2 separate regions of the Mus musculus genome follow, and region 2 is linked to region 1. Evidence: chromatin contacts called from public ChIA-PET data. All regions are on one chromosome and are shown on one strand. The core of a region is the stretch at or near the end of the contact, and the rest is flanking DNA. Distances in the headings are between cores, read along the strand shown.

Region 1 (3,382 bases), core at 115-2,614:
TTTAAACTAGGTATGCAACCTGAGCCACCCTCCAACTTACAATGCTCCTCCTGCCACAGTCTTCCAAGTGATAGGGTTATAGCCATGTACTCTCACACCCCCAAAAACATTATCATTAAAAATGAAACAGTTAGCCAGGTACTCTACATAAGACACACATACACAATTGCATTCTGCTGTAAAGAAGAGTAAGTCACAACATTCACAGGAAATTAGATCAAATTATAATGTTCAATGAAATAAGCTAGCCTTGGGAAGATGTATATCACATGTTTTGTTCTTATGTGGAGCTGTAGCTCTCTCTCTCTCTGTGGTGTGTGTGTGTGTGTGTAACTTATAAAAGGCATAAAATAAAATGTGGCTGATGAGATGGAAGAAAGAACTCTAAGAGGAGAAGGGAAATAATAAAAGGCTAATGGACCGTATAAGGCATGAAAGCAGAAGGAATGGCTCTTAGGGGAGGAAGAGGGCCTGAAGGGGAGGAAAGGGGGCAGCGCTCTGGGGGAAGGACAAAGAACAATGCATACGTATAAAAATGTCCACAATCACACTCACCACTGTGAACGCTAACTAAAATGCTGGTAAAAGTGAAAATTGTTAGACGGTGACAGTACAAAAGGAAAATTTTCATTGTTTACAGGGAAAGGACACATAACGAGAAGCCTGAAGCATACTGGAATGAGGAGAGCAGCTTGGCTTGACTGCCCAGACCCTCTCAGAGAGAAAAATAGAAAAACAATAATAGAAAAACATAGAAAAAATTAAAAAATAGAAAAACAAGTTTGAATATGTCCTTATTAGTATTTTCAAGATTTCAAAACAAATAAAACGATGGCGTGTGTGTGTGTGTGTGTGTGTGTGTGTGTGTGTGTGTGTGTGTGGTGTTAGCTTAAACAAAAAATAAACAGAAAATGAGAGCTACATTGTGGGACATCTACCACCAAACTGTTATCAGTCTCATGAAGAGTATCAAATGTCTCCCCCAAGATTGCACCCAGTCCTCCAATCTCCCCAGAGCAGCGGATAATCAAAGCCAAGGTTGATAAATGCCCAACTAATTTTTTCTCATCTCTCAGTCATGAAAGTGCTGAACAGAAACACTTGGCGCGCTTTCAAAATCATTACAGTACAGGCATAATGGGAAAAGCAAGAGAGAGGCAGCTTTCCTCCGGAGAGGTTTTCGGTGTGCTGTTCGGCTGCTGTTTGCAAAAGCTAAAGGCTCGCTCGCAGCAGTGCCTCTACTGCCCTTGTGGTTTCTTCTCCTCGCACACTTCTGTTTTTCTCATTCTAAGTCTTTATAGGAAAGGAAGAGGCGCAGCTCATGCGGTTAAGCACAGAAGAGCTTCCAAATGGTGCAACCGGTTGCCATAGCACCAGCATAATCAGCCCTATCTCGGGGTAAAACCGCAACTTCTCTAGCTCATGTTGAAGCCGCCTGGCTGCACACTTTAACTGCTACGAAATACCGAATTTCAGGTTGACTTGACTTTGCTCTAGTGAAATCGTATTTCAACAACGAGGCTAACTTTGTATAATGATTGGTTTGATTTCAGAGGCACTTCCCTTTGCAAGGTAACTTACAAATGATACTTTAATGTCAAAATATTAAATCCCATCTTATATTTAAAAATACAAACAGGAATTGTGTAATGAAACTCGGACTGAACATATTACAATAAGAAAAGTCTAATAGAAAATGGAACATGTTCCTTTCCATTCAAGATTATGAAATGATCAAAGATAATCAGGCAGGATTTTTTTCCATATTTGTGAAGAATCCTCTGTTATAATGTACTAAAATAATACCTACCAGTAGGAAGTACAGTATCACCATCTTTGGGAGCCAATGAGCTAAACTACTTAAGTTGGATAACTTCCTAAATGTTACACCTGATAGTACCATGAAAGCAAGGCCTGAAGGAGAGATGCATGCTGGTCTTTCCTCTGCCTGGGCATATCAACGGACAGTCATTTGCCCTGTGTTGGAAACATTTTTCCATGGTGAGGATTTTTACTAACACTCTTACATGTTGATTACCTTATTGTTCCATGATAAAGAAAAATATGAAAATAGCCTGCCGATGTTCATAAACAATATTGGGGTTGTGAGATATCGCCTATTTAGTTGCTTAAGAAAAACTCATCTTGGGCCAGTTCTTCAGGCTTTCTGTCAGCAGAAAGGATATTGTCTGTCTGAAATAAAATAAGTAGCATGCTGAATCCTGACACCTGTTGTAATATTTCAGGCGGCCTGCATCTTACCTCGATTTCACTGATTTTCAACCTGTGGGTCATGACCGCTGGAGGAGTCTCATATCAGATATTCTACTTACCAGATATTTACATTACAATTGATAACAGTAGCAAAATTATAGCTATGAAGTAGTAACAGAAATCGTTTTTATGGTTGGGGGTCACGATACCATGAGGAACTGTATTAAAGGGGTCACAACATTAAGAAGCTTGAGAACCACTGATTTAAGTGTTACAAAAACCATCCTTCCTCCAGGAAGTCTATTCAAGGTCTGCCTGGGTCTAGGGCTGCAATTCAGTTGTACTAGCCCTTACCTAACATCAAGGAGGCCCTGAGATGAAGCCCCAGAAGAGCCAGAATCAGATGTAGTCGCTTCTTCCTATAACCCCAGTAATCAGGAAGTGGAAACAAAAGACTCAGAAGTTTCAGGCCATCCTCATACTTGGCTACACAGACAATGCAGGGCCTCAGGCGACGCTGTAAAAATTAAAAATCCCCAAACACCTACTTGGATCTAGATTTCCTACTCAGGGCTCCTAGACCTCCAATTCTCAGACATTCGTTTTATTTGTTCGTGGGTCTGAGACAGGGTCTCATGTAGCCTAAGCTTCATGGTTGCTTATGGTTATCAAACTCATTGTGCAGCCAAGATGACCTTCAATTTATAATCCTTCTTTCCCTGCTTCTGTCATGCTGGTGCTGGCATTACCAACACTCACCCCCATATTGGACTCCTGTGATGTTGGGAATCAAATGTAAAGCTTTATACGTGCTAGGCAAGCACACTACAAACTGAGCTACATTTGTCGCTCTGGAAGTCATTCATAAGGGTTGAGAGACTTTCCCTTTTACTAGGTGTCTATGCTACTTAAGTTTAGGCTCTAGATTAGCAGTGCTCAACCTGTGGGTGGCAACCCTTTGGAGATCGAACAATCCTTTCACAGGGGTAGCCTAAGACCATCGGGAAACAGGGATATTTACATTATAATTCATAACAGTAACAAAATTACAGTTATGAAGTAGCAACAGAAATAATCTTATGATGGGGGGTTACCTAACATGCGGATCTGTAATAAACGGTCATAGCCTTGTTTGATGAATGGCATTCCTCTTGGGTTATTAAATGAG
Region 2 (3,300 bases), core at 355-2,854, 210 kb after region 1:
ATCTTGAGGGAGTGCCTGATCCTGAGAGCTTGCCAGCCTTCCTCCAGCTAGGTGGAAGAAAACAAAGACACTCGATACTCTATGACTTCTTCCTCAGCGCTTGTGGATGCTCGCTTACTTTGGGAAGATTCACAGCAATAGCGAATGATGAGAATAAGTTGCATTAATTCACAGGCACATGCGTCCTGGTTCCCCTTCTGAAAACTAGTGGGTTGGTTTTTTTTAAGGTAAAAGTTGAATGAAGAAACAGATGTTAACTCCAAAAGTCTTTCTCCTGCAATATGTAGCAATGGGCATTCCCCATCAAACTGCTCATGGAACACTCCTTATAGCCATGCTCTTTAAAATAACCCCTCAACTTTTGAGATTTACACAAAACTAAATTTTACTCCATAGCAGTATTCTCCTCTCAAAATTCAAAAATCTAACCTCAATAAATTTAGCTTATGATTTGCTTTTGATGTAAAAGCAAGTGGGAAAATTTTAAAAACTTAAGTTCCATAAATTTCAAACATAATTTTTTTTCAGAAATTATTTTATAGCTAATAGAATTCTACTGGAGGAGGAAGGGCCATTCTCACACAGGAGCATCAGTCTCCAGTCTGAGCAACTTCACTCTGCAGGGTATTCTGTTTCACCAGTTATGTAGCTGTGTCCAGCTGTCATCCATGGTATTGACTACTTCTGTGGTTGTGATCTATTGTGGGTATATAAATATATAACATATGCATTGCTTTTTTTCTTCCTGATAGTGAATGAAATCGTTAGATTTTTTCCTGAATAAGCAGAAAACACTATACATTTTTAAACAAATCCATTAAAATAATCAGTGTCCTCCCTCCATACTGAGTGCATTTGGCATCTTGAACTACATGGCCATTTCTAGCTAATGTTAAAAGAAATATATTGAATTATTGGAAACTTAGAACTGTTTTCACCCAAATTCAATTCTGAGCATCTACAGATTGGTCAATTTGAACCCTTATGCCTATGGGTTTTTTTTTCTTTCTTCTAGTGTGTATGGACACCATTGAAATAAAAGAGAAAACTTGCAAGAATGAGCCACTTTACAACATTTCATATTTAATTAGAGAAGACGAGCCAGGAGGGCTGCTGACACGGTGCCAGAGAATATTTCTAATTGCTTTACATCTTCCTACTTCGTGATGATGTCTCCTCTAGTGGGAGAAAAAAAATAAATCAGTTAATAATTACAGGTACTACCATTTTTTTTTTCAGAAACAGTCAACACCCCTCAGTCAGCTAGCTCGGACCTCAGTGTGGTGAGCTGTGCTTAGTCTCCTGGATACTATTGTTTAGATTTTCCTCATTGATTCCCAACACTTACATAAAGTCAAACACATCAGGCCTCCTGCTGATGGAGGTTAATCTGCTCACTGTACAGATGAAGGACAGGTCACAGCGAGGCTTCTGGCCCTTACTCACTAGCTTCTCCATGAGAAGTAGAACTCAGCTCCCCCATGAACACGCTTTGCTTTTGGGTTCCTGCCATTCCCTGGGGCTGTTCGTTAGATTCCACACAGACTTCTCATGACATGACTCACACTTGACTCACAGAGTCTACAAAGAGCACAAAAGCCAGCTGACCACATCCTGCCACGCACACCCCTTTAACAGTCCCAAGCCCTCTCTTTCTAAGTCACTGCCCTGGGAAGACGGTATTATACCCAATCTGATAGGTACTTACTTCCTTGTGCTATTGCTCTGACGGTCTCAGGGCATTTTGCAAACACTCTGCATTCACCTTTACCTCACCGGAAGAAAATCCTCTTTGTGCAGGGAAAAATACATTGGTCTTAGGTAGCTTCTACTTTCTGGTTTGTCCCTAGTCTGTCTGATATGTGTTTATGTATGCTGCCTAATGTCTAAGTGTTTGGCTCATGTCTCTCACTGGAGCGGGGGAGGGGGGGTATAAGAGATACTTTACAGAAATCTTTAGCAAAGTTTTATAAGCAAAAATATCACAGAGTTCAACTGAGCCATGTGACAGACAATACTGCCAACATACCGTGTATCAAACAATATCTCTATGCTGTTTCCAACATTTATGGCAAGTATTTGTAGCATAAGGTCTCTTTTGACATATTTGCTGTTTTCAACAAATGATTATCATAACACAAACACACACACACACACTGTTCTCTGGGTCAGGGGCATGGAACAGTACATAATTTAAGATTACAGCTATGCACTAGTGTAGGTTGTAAAAGGTGATTATATTGGAAATCCAAAGCAAATAAAGTTGGGTGTTCTTTTGTTCTCTTAAATCAAGTTAAGCAAGCAGGCCAAGTACACAGTAGGATGGCAGTCATAGTATTATATGACCTCAAGGTGTATTGTTAACTCAGGGGACAGGGGCTTACTGGCCTCAACCGTACACAACACACAACTAAGGAATTCTGTGAGAGAGTAAAAGAAATAGTCTCAGAGAAGAAAAATAGGTAAAGAAATAAACCAATTGATTATCTAATACCAAATGCCCGACCCTGAAAACATATGTATACAAGTAATATTATATAGGCTGAGTAGGTTGTATTCATTTATATACATGATATATAATATTCATTTCTATATGAATATTATATGTAAATGAATATATTCATATGTAATGCATAAATATGCCAACTCTTCATCATATGCAATGATTTTAACCAGTTGTTGCATAACCTCAGTGCCTATGAAATTACTGATTTTAACTTCCTAAACCCTCTCCTGCTGAACACATCACAAAGGCTGCCTGTTAGACTTACGTGTGCCCTCTACTCCTGCACTGTAGCAAATCTGAAAAATGGATTTTCCATTGAGTATTACTGCTCTGTTTTTTTTTTTAATTCAGCCACCAGTAGAGAGATTGAAACAAATGTATAGGCTCAAAAGATCAAATAGACTATGAAGCACAGAAACCCAAGACAATATGGGCAATGAGTAATAAAATTTGAGATGTAGAGACACCACTTGGGTAGATCAAATTTTGTAAGTTCAACCCAGAAACAACCACAAGAGACTCATCAGACTTGCTAAAGGTGAGGTGTCAGCTAGTGAACACCCTCAGATCTGTTACAGACTTTTATCCCACCTTACTCAGCTGAATAAATTCTAGCCCAGGTCATTTTCTTTACTCAAACCCTGGAGCGCCTTCAGATGGAAAAGTGACGTATACCGCTATACCACTCACAGTTTGCTTCTGCCTGCTGCTCTCCGGTAACTTGAAAGTGGTTCTATGCAATGGCCTGCTTCTCCTTATTCCCCGAAGCTTGAAAAGTTCTTTCAGCTAAATGA

Evidence for each region. ChIA-PET counts read pairs in DNA pulled down with a chosen protein or histone mark.
Region 2: a contact with region 1 is called in an RNA polymerase II ChIA-PET map of effector CD8 T cells, with 18 read pairs. The contact joins two enhancer-like sites. A contact is called at or near these places in 9 of 484 Hi-C or Micro-C datasets (the AML12 cell line, the Ba/F3 cell line, LSK cells and 5 more), 4 of 115 datasets of contacts at active chromatin or transcription factors (CD8 T cells, bone marrow-derived macrophages, effector CD8 T cells and 1 more) and 1 of 9 other capture datasets (liver).

The regions. Positions count from the first base shown.
Region 1 is chr1:138,135,272-138,138,653 of GRCm38.p6, forward strand. The region is part of intron 1 of Ptprc (protein tyrosine phosphatase, receptor type, C); the gene reads right to left. Among named protein-coding and RNA genes, the nearest start is that of Ptprc, 38 kb to the right of the region's middle. Within about 2 kb of position 1,365, at least 201 of the 459 cell types and tissues checked have an H3K27ac peak or open chromatin away from gene starts, as enhancers often do. A contact at or near this core is called in the Ba/F3 cell line, CD8 T cells, bone marrow-derived macrophages and 1 more, where this site is marked.
Region 2 is chr1:138,347,082-138,350,381 of GRCm38.p6, forward strand. No RefSeq gene overlaps it. Among named protein-coding and RNA genes, the nearest start is that of Atp6v1g3, 75 kb to the left of the region's middle. Within about 2 kb of position 1,605, at least 160 of the 459 cell types and tissues checked have an H3K27ac peak or open chromatin away from gene starts, as enhancers often do. A contact at or near this core is called in the Ba/F3 cell line, CD8 T cells, bone marrow-derived macrophages and 1 more, where this site is marked.